3 separate regions of the Mus musculus genome follow, and regions 1 and 3 are each linked to region 2. The links are chromatin contacts, called in public promoter capture Hi-C maps. All regions are on one chromosome and are shown on one strand. Each heading gives the region's core, a stretch centred on a gene start, on an enhancer-like site or on the middle of the called end of the contact. The rest is flanking DNA. Distances are from core to core; before and after follow the strand shown. Region 1 holds the start of Snu13 (SNU13 homolog, small nuclear ribonucleoprotein (U4/U6.U5)). Region 2 holds the start of Syngr1 (synaptogyrin 1). Region 3 holds the start of Cacng2 (calcium channel, voltage-dependent, gamma subunit 2).

What was found. Promoter capture Hi-C pulls out the DNA fragments that hold promoters and counts their contacts. Capture Hi-C pulls out chosen DNA fragments and counts their contacts.
Region 1: a promoter capture Hi-C map of neutrophils shows a contact between it and region 2, with 2.4 times the contacts expected there. The contact joins the promoter of Snu13 here to the promoter of Syngr1 in region 2. A contact is called at or near these places in 1 of 39 promoter capture datasets (neutrophils) and 1 of 115 datasets of contacts at active chromatin or transcription factors (astrocytes).
Region 3: a promoter capture Hi-C map of liver shows a contact between it and region 2, with 2.7 times the contacts expected there. The contact joins the promoter of Cacng2 here to the promoter of Syngr1 in region 2. A contact is called at or near these places in 2 of 39 promoter capture datasets (both in liver) and 1 of 9 other capture datasets (liver).

Annotation. Positions count from the first base shown.
Region 1 is chr15:82,046,229-82,048,943 of GRCm38.p6, forward strand. It overlaps Snu13 (SNU13 homolog, small nuclear ribonucleoprotein (U4/U6.U5)), which reads right to left and starts at 1,370. Exons shown (of 3, transcript NM_011482.4): 1 at 1,259-1,370. The coding sequence starts at 1,261.
Region 2 is chr15:80,089,945-80,092,691 of GRCm38.p6, forward strand. Syngr1 (synaptogyrin 1) reads left to right here and starts at 1,390. Exons shown (of 4, transcript NM_207708.1): 1 at 1,390-1,548. The coding sequence starts at 1,450. Gm31134 (predicted gene, 31134) reads right to left here and starts at 1,890. Exons shown (of 2, transcript NR_168675.1): 1 at 1,607-1,890; 2 at 789-1,067.
Region 3 is chr15:78,117,831-78,120,711 of GRCm38.p6, forward strand. Cacng2 (calcium channel, voltage-dependent, gamma subunit 2) reads right to left here and starts at 1,450. Exons shown (of 4, transcript NM_007583.2): 1 at 851-1,450. The coding sequence starts at 1,061. A730060N03Rik (a long non-coding RNA gene) reads left to right here and starts at 965. Exons shown (of 2, transcript XR_875456.2): 1 at 965-2,590.

The sequences.
Region 1 (2,715 bases), core at 120-2,619, 2.0 Mb after region 2:
GTACATCTGCTATGGCAGCAGCCTCCTGGTCTAATCAGGAGGATCCAAGAATGATGACTGACCAGCCTTGGTGTAGTGGCACACACCTGTAAGCCCAGCATTCTGGAGGCCGGCCAAGGCAGGGAGATCTCATGTCCAAAGCCAGAACTCGCCCGTCCTTAAGCGATGCATGTTTGTACTCCGCCTGCTACAAGCGACCCGTTGTCCCCACTTCCCAGCCTAGACAAACTGCTGCAGAGTTCACCAAGAGCACCGCACTTCAAAACTCTTCCCTGGTTCAACACTGGCTCAGCCACTCTCTCTCTCTCAAACTCTAGACTCGGTCAGTAGTTGCTAAACCTCAGGGGTGGGAGCACGAAAACAAAGCCGACCACCCAAGGGCTGGATGAAATCGCACCAGGCCTGAAAGGGCTCAGCCAAACGGAGCCCTGTACACCATCACAAAGTGGAGACGCTCAAACGCTATCATCCCACGTGGGGCTACCAGGACCACGGATTTCTGAAGGCGTCGGTCGCTCTCATGGTGGGAGCCTTTCCTGAGCTTCCTTCACATTCCATGTGACCCCAAATTTAAAAAAGGAGGCGAGGGTGGGGTGGTGGTGGTTACCTAGTCCGGAGGGCGCGATGGTACGCGCCTTTAATCCCAGCACTGGTGAGGCAGATCTCTTGAGAGCTCAAGGCCAGCTTAGTTTACAGAGTTCCAAGGCCAACCAGGGCTCCATGAGCCCCTAAAAACAAACTAAACCAAAAAGCGCCCCCGAATTCCCTAAGTCTTAGTTCCCGACAGACCCTGGCTGCGGACCCCACGGCGATCCCCTTCCTCAACCCCGGGAGTGGAGAAGACGTGGGTAGTGAGTGCCTCGCATCCCGGGATTTCACCTCATCCCCCAGTGTTTAAAAAGAAAAGAGAAAGAAAACGAGAAGGAGAACAGACGGGCTTCCACACGCGTTCACCATCCCACGTGGGGCGCTCATTTTCCCACGCTGCGCCATGCCTGTCCCCTCGCCGCGGCCTCTGGGCACGCCCACGGCTGCAAAGCCCACCGGGCCGCAGCGACCTGGGACCTCAGCTGCCCGGGATCTCCACTCCGCCGCCCCAGGAACGACCTCGCGGGCCGCCGGAGTTCCAGCCCCGGGCCTGGAGGTCGGCCATCTCGGGGCGGGCGACATGTCGCACGCGCTCCACCTCCCCCAAGACGCAGCGAACAGGGCCCGCGGCCCGCGCTCCCCGTGCTTGCGGCCCGCCGCGCTCACTCACCATGGCTGCGGTGCGCCGGTCTCGCCGCGACTCGACGACAGCCCAACTCAAGAGGGACTGAAACGCCGCGCAGGAAAAAGGAGCGGAAATCACTTCAGAAGCGGCAGGAAGCGGAAGTGACGCCACAGAGCGCGCGCAATGACGGCGTCCCGCCCCCTTCCCGGAAGAAGAGAGTGCTGAAGTCATCTTTGGATGTGGGAGATGCGTTTTTTCAGATTTTATTAGCGTTCTAGTTAGGATCGGCAAAAGATTGTGAATAAACCACTCGGGAAGTGGCACACTAGTACAACGGGTTGTGAGGGTTGCCATTTCATAACCAGGCTTTTTTTTTTTTTTCGAGACAGGGTTTCTCTGTGCAGCCCTGGCTGTCCTGGAACTCGCTTTGTAGACCAGGCTGCCCTCGAACTCAGAAATCCACCTGCCTCTGCCTCCCAAGTGCAGGGATTAAAGGCATGCGCCACCACGCCAGGCTTTTTTTTTTTTTTTTTTTTTTTTTTTTTTTCTGAGTACATAGTGTACCCTTTTCAAAACCATCCTCTCAGGCGGAGGTTGATTTCTACAATTAGCTGGAATAATGCAGTGGTTGTGAGTCTCTTGGGGAGTGTGTGTCAAAAGACCCTTTCCCAGGGGCCGCCGAAGACCATCGGAAGACACGATTCATAACAGTAGCAAGATTACAGTTATGAAGTAGCAACGAAAGTAATTTTATGGTTGGGGGTCACCACAACATGAACTGTATTAAAGAGCTGCAGCAATGGGTAGGTCAAGAGCCATTGGACTAGGGGGCTAGTTAGTGAATGACAGGGAGGTTGTGTTTGGAGTAATTATGTAGGACACCTGCTTCCTTCTTCTGAGCATCTTGCCCCTTTCTTAGTGATGCACCAAAACTTCGTTATGAAAGGATAAACTCAAGTCTAGCGCTCCCTCCCATGAGCTCTTCCGTGATCCTCGTGGCTTCTCAGTCTTTTCCAACATGATGCCAAACACATCTTGGGGCTATTTGGATCTAGCCCAGACCCCACCATTAGAGCCAATTTCAGCTCATTGTGTCACAACTGTAGAGCTGAGAACTGGGAGGACCTTTAAGAGCCTTACAAAATAGTTCCTCATTTTTACAGATGAGAACAAAGTGTAAAGAAGGGAAGCCTGCCCACTGTCAGGAATCAAACAGTGGCAAAGCTAAAACCGGACCTTGAGATTTTTAGCATTGGGGGTCAGGCAACCACATGGATTCAAACTGCCAACAGGAGGGAACATTTCTAGAGACTGGCGAGATGCCTCCCTGGTTCAGCACACTGGCTGCTCTTCTATAGGATATGGGTTCAATTCCCAACACCCACATGGCAACTGACAACACTTGTGACTCCAGTTACAGAAAGATTCAACTGCCTCTTCTAGCATCCATGGGCACTGTGATGCACAGACTTGCATGCAGGCAAACAATCACACATAAGAGA
Region 2 (2,747 bases), core at 140-2,639:
GAGTTTGAACTGAACACGGGCTATACAGTGAATTTAGCAGTTAAGAGCACTTGTCCTTGCAGTGGACCAGAGTTTGATTCCCACACAGTGACCCACAAAGGTCTGTAGAGCTCCAGGTCTAGGGAATCCCACACCCTCTTCTCACCTCCTCAGGCAATGCATTTATACGATGCTCATATGAACATGCAGGCAGACACTAATACAAGACAAAGAGAAAATAAAAATGAAAAAAAGTCTTCCAATGTACAAAGTTATAAAGATCTTCCCTTGTTTTCCTCTAGACGTTTTATAGGATCATAGTATAACAGCTGCCTCAGACCTGAAACTCCATCACAGGGATAAAGCAGCAGGAGGAATAGAAATTCAAAACCCATCCCCCTCCTCCCGGTGAATTCCAGAGGCCGGCCTCTACAAGCCACTCTGTCTCAAAAACAAAACAAAAACAACAAATAAAAACAACGACAAAAGCCCCCGAGAGAGCCGGGCGTGGTGGTGCACGCCTTTAATCCCAGCACTCAGGAGGCAGAGGCAGGCGGATTTCTGAGTTCGAGGCCAGCCTGGTCTACAGAGTTCCAGGAGAGCCAGGGCTATACAGAGAAACCCTGTCTCGAAAAAAACAAAAAACAAACAAACAAACAAAAAAAGCCCCCAAGAGCCCCAAAGGGCCAACTATGTTGGGGTTGGGAGGGGGTAGAGTATATTTATTGACCACCTACTGTTTGTGAGGCCTTTGGATATAAACAAAACCTGACCAGCAGGAGCACACAGACAGAGGAGACAACGGAAGAAATAAGTACATAATTAATTATTGGATTAAGGAAAGGGATCGGGAGCTGTGGTGGAAGGGGAAGGGAGTCTCAGGTCTGTTTTTTTCCCAGCTTTTGCCTCCCTTACAGCGCCTTCCAGGTCAGGGGGCGCGTGCATGACATCATCGGTGGAGCTCGGCGGCTAGGTGGTTCTGGGGGCCCGAGAAGGCTGTGCAGATCTCTTAGAGAGGGTCATTACTGCAGCCAGCGACCTACGGACGCGTTCAATGAGCCACTGTACGATCAAACGGAGCCCCTTCCCTTTATTTGAAGCAGAGAGCGAAAGGAAAGAGGCAAATGAATAAATAAATAAATACATAACAAAAAGAGTTTCCTGAAGAACTACATCTCAGAGGGCTTCCGAAAGCGGGGATGCGGCTGCACTCTCTGTCCACACCCTGATCACGCGCTATTTTGCAAAGAGGTCACCCCGCTGGCTGGGAGCGCGCCCCACACCGGGACCCCAAGAAGCACCCGCTTTCTGAGCGCGAGCTTCGGGGAGCTGCACCTGCCGTGCACGGACGCCCCCTGGCGGGAGCCCCGGCAAGCACTAGCCGAGCGCAGGGGAGGGGGCGGGGGCGCCGCGCACGCGCACGGGTCGGCGGCGCGCGCCGAGCGGGGGGCGCCGCGCGGTGCAGCCACGATGGAAGGGGGTGCGTACGGAGCGGGCAAAGCCGGGGGCGCCTTCGACCCCTACACCCTGGTGAGGCAGCCACACACCATCCTGCGCGTCGTGTCTTGGGTAAGGACACAGCAAGGCGGGCTGGGGCGCGGGGCGCCGGACACCGACGCGACCTCACCTGGCCCGGGCGGCCCTGCTGACACAAGCGGATCACGGCCCCTGTCACCGAGGTCCTCAGTCCCATCGCCGAGACCTCCAGGCTGTCGCTGCTTTACACTTAGCGGCTAGGTTCTCGTGCGTCGGTGGGGACGGAGCCCAAGTTTAAGGCCGCTTATTGGGGGGCGCGGATCAGGGCGTGGATCTTTTTCTAGGGCGCACTGCTGCACCTGCCGCGCGCTTTCGGGGCGAGGACCTGGAACTAGATTTTGTTGCTCACTCTGTACGCTGCGGAGCTCTGAGTCTGGAGCCTGGATTTTTGGGTTCCGTCAAGACCCGCATCTGTTTTGCCGCGTGACCTTGGGCAGGGAACCACCCCAAAAAAGATACGAGGGATTCAGTTCGGATCTGGGTGGGGAGCGTCACCTCTTATGTCATGCCTCAGTTTCTCGATTTATAGGGGTGGGAGGAGCCAGGCCCCTTTGGGCTCTGACATTTTATGAATCCGCAACTCTCCGATCCCTAACAAACACCTGAGTGGATTCTAAATGTGGTCTGGAGAAAGGTTCCTTCCATGCAATAGAGAGCAGAGAAGTCTGTTTGTTCGCAATCTTTAGCCCACCTAGTCCGTGCAGGTCCCCCAGTGCTGAGTGGGGCTCAGCTCAAACCTGGGGGGTGGGGCAGAAACATCTTGAAGGAGTGGCTCAGGAGGCCTTGCACCCCAGGGTGAGGAGGCCTGTAGGCTCTGGGGTTGGCTGGCTTCATGGAGGGTCTTGCCCCTGTAGATCTGGGGGTCCATTCCTGTTGTGCTAAGACCAGAAGAGCCTGCATTGGTGACACGGGTCACGGACCCCTGGGGGCTAATAACCGAAGTCAGCTGTGACCCGGGCTTGCAGAGGTGCCCTCCTTTCCTCGTTTTCAGGGCCATTTCAGGATCTGATGCGTGGAATGGCTTGAGATTAATTCTGGTCTTACGGGGATCTTTTACGTTTCCTTCTTGTGGGGAGCCTTGTTTCTGTTACTCTTCATGGCCGTGCAGCCCAGCTATATCCGCGAGGGTTTGTGACACCGGATTTATTCATTCTTGGCCCTCCCCAGCTCTCAGATGCCCCTGCAGGCCCTAGGTAAAACGGGAACCCTGGAGGCACCTGCCTGCTCAGGTG
Region 3 (2,881 bases), core at 200-2,699, 2.0 Mb before region 2:
AACAGCTGACACCCCCACCCCATTTTTTCCCATTCCACCCCTCAACCTCTCCATGCCCTCGCCTCCTGCCTGCACAGTGCTGACTCGACTTGCTTCTGGGTGACAGACATGTCACTCTGCGTGGAAGCAAATCAGCGCTCGGTCTAACCCGCAAGTGACCGCTGTTGATTAGAACTTGGGCTTGTTTCCTGTGAGAGACACATGCATTTTAGACTTCGTAAACGTTAAAAACACACACATACACACAGCCAGCCACCTCGAATGGTACGCGGGGCTCGTAGACATTACGAAATGCTCTTGAACTCGGCTTGAGCTCCTAGAATAATTAGAATCTACCAAATAAGGATTCTTAGAAACAACAGATTTCTTTTTTTAAAGGGAGACTTGCAGATGGTGCTGGGCCTGTAACTTTTGAGGAGCGAGAGAAGAGGAAGAGCATTTTTTTCTGAATCCTTCATTGCAAAAGGCTGAGCAGCACACAGGGAAGCAATTATTTTTCCCTCCTCATAGGTGGCAAAGCCAGACCCAAAGGCAAACCCTAAGGACTCCAAAGCATCCAGAGCACATCTGAACTCTACAGACAATTTCCTGTTTTCACCATACCATAGATCATTCCAATGAGGAGGTTTGGGAGGACGGGGTGGAAGCCAAAGAGTAGAGAGTGTGGGTTCTGCTTATTGATTTTCTTTCCTCTGAAACTAACCCAGTCAACCTTGATCTGCAGCGGCAGCGGCGGAGGGAGTGAAGTGGGAAAATGGTGGAATGTGGAGGGGACTTATTTGGAGGCGGGGGGGGGGGTGTGGAGGGGAGGGGCGGCGTGGGAAGGGGGAGGAGGTTGGAAATCAAATACCTTCGAGGCAGCAGGTTCTCCATAATCCGGAATGGGTCATAACTTCCTCGTTCTTCTTGCTGGTTTCATTCTCACTGACACTTTTGGTCTTGCAAACCCCTCTGGAGTACAGCCAATAGTCGGTTCCCACAGCGATGGTCATCAAGCTGAAGGCAGCGAAAGCACCAACGGTGGTTAAAAGCATTTGAACACCTCGATCAAACAGCCCCATAATTCTTCATTATATAAACACCCAACCGACTTCTGGTTCTCAGGAGCGTGTGTGTGAGGGTGCGATTGGTAATTCCACTACTAATATAATGGATATATGTGTGAATAGAGAATATGGAGAGATATAAAAAAAGGGAGATAAGAAAGCTCACGGAAAAGTGTGTAAATTATAAAGATCACACGGGAAGAGAGGCTTGCCTTTTGAGATCAAAAAACTGTTCCAGTTGCAGCGATTTTTTTAAAAAAAGGGAAAATAAATAAAAAGACACCCCCCCACCCCCCCAAGTGAGATGCCTTAATCTCTTTTCCTAAAATTCTGGTCTCCAGTTTCCATATGTGATCGCTAATTTGGAGATGGCTTCCACAGCGCGCCAGGGTACAGCCGAATTCTCAACACCATCTCTCATGGTCCGGACCTAGACAGTTAGAGACTGGAAGAGCTGGGAAGCAACCTTCGGTCTTCGTTCGCGGCTCTGCGGCCTGCGCCATGAAAATCCGTGGCTTCGCCAGTTCTCTTCCTTGGGGAGGGAGGGGGTCCTCGAGGCGCCTCCGTTTCAGAGGAGACTGCCCAGTCTTCTGCAAGCCCTCGAGCTCAGCTGCACCGGTGAGGGGGTCTCGCCTCCCATGGTTGTGCCCCGGCGGCGGTAACGGCGGCGGCGGCGGCAGCGGCAGCGGCAGCAGGGTTGGCGGGCGCGGTGGCGGCAGGACGAGCAGCCGCGGTTATTGTTGTTGGCGGCGGGGGTAGTGTCGGCGAAGTGGGGGAGGGAGGGGGTTTCTCCCGGAGAATCGAGGCGGGGTTCCCTCCCCCGATCCGCAAAGCTCCTCGGAAGCCAGCGAGCGAGCGAGCGATGGGGCGCGCTAGCCGGCGTCTTGCAGCAGGCAGGCCCGCCCGCCTCCCCCGCTCACGGCCGCGCAGCCCCGGGCCAGGCGCTCCCAGCTACAGCATCGCCGTGGTGCTGAAACGGACAGCTCACCCCGGCCGGGCTCGTCCACTTACTGCATCGCCGTAGTGCTGAAGTGGACAGCTCCCCACGACCGGGCGCTCTCACCTACAGCATCGCCGCGGTGCTGGACTGGACAGCTCTCGGAGCAGGAGCGCCCACCTACTGCGTCGCCGTGGTGCTGAACTGGACAACTCCCCCACTCTGTGCGCTCCCTGCGCTCTGTAGCCGGCCAGGAGTGGGGCCCTGGCCACGGGGCCTCTGTCGTCCGCGGACGGGCCAGGCCAGGGCCAAGCGCAGGGCTGCCTGGCCTCCCGGACTCCTGTTCCACAGTTCCGGAATGAGCGCTGGCCGGGGCCTCCTGGAGCTGGGAGGAAGGCGTAGCTGGCGATCTCTCTCTCTCTCTCTCTCTCTCTCTCTCTCTCTCTCTCTCTCTCTCCTCTTCCCTCCCCCCTTGGTGTTTCTTCCAGTTCAGCCTCCTTCTCATTCCATCTCTACGTGCCCAGAGCTTCAAATACAGTCCTCCCATCACAGTCAGATTCCCACAAAACTTCAATCAGCTGCTTCTCCTGGAAGAGATCCTGGATGGGTAATTACAAACATAGTTTCTATGTGTTGTTCTTCCTCCCCTATTCATGGGTTCCACACTTTCTGGGGAGGGGAGGTTGTTTTATTTTACTGTCTGGATAGACGCATCTCCTGCCTTATTTCCTCTTGATCTTTCTTTCTGGCTAACAGGGGTTGTGTATAGCTTTCTCTGTGACTCTCTGTAGTTTTTCTGTGAAATTCTACATCTTGCTTCTACAAGTAGACATTTTGGGAAGATGATTCTTGTGAAAGGATGAGAAAAGGGTGGCTGGTAACTGGGGTTCGGGACATG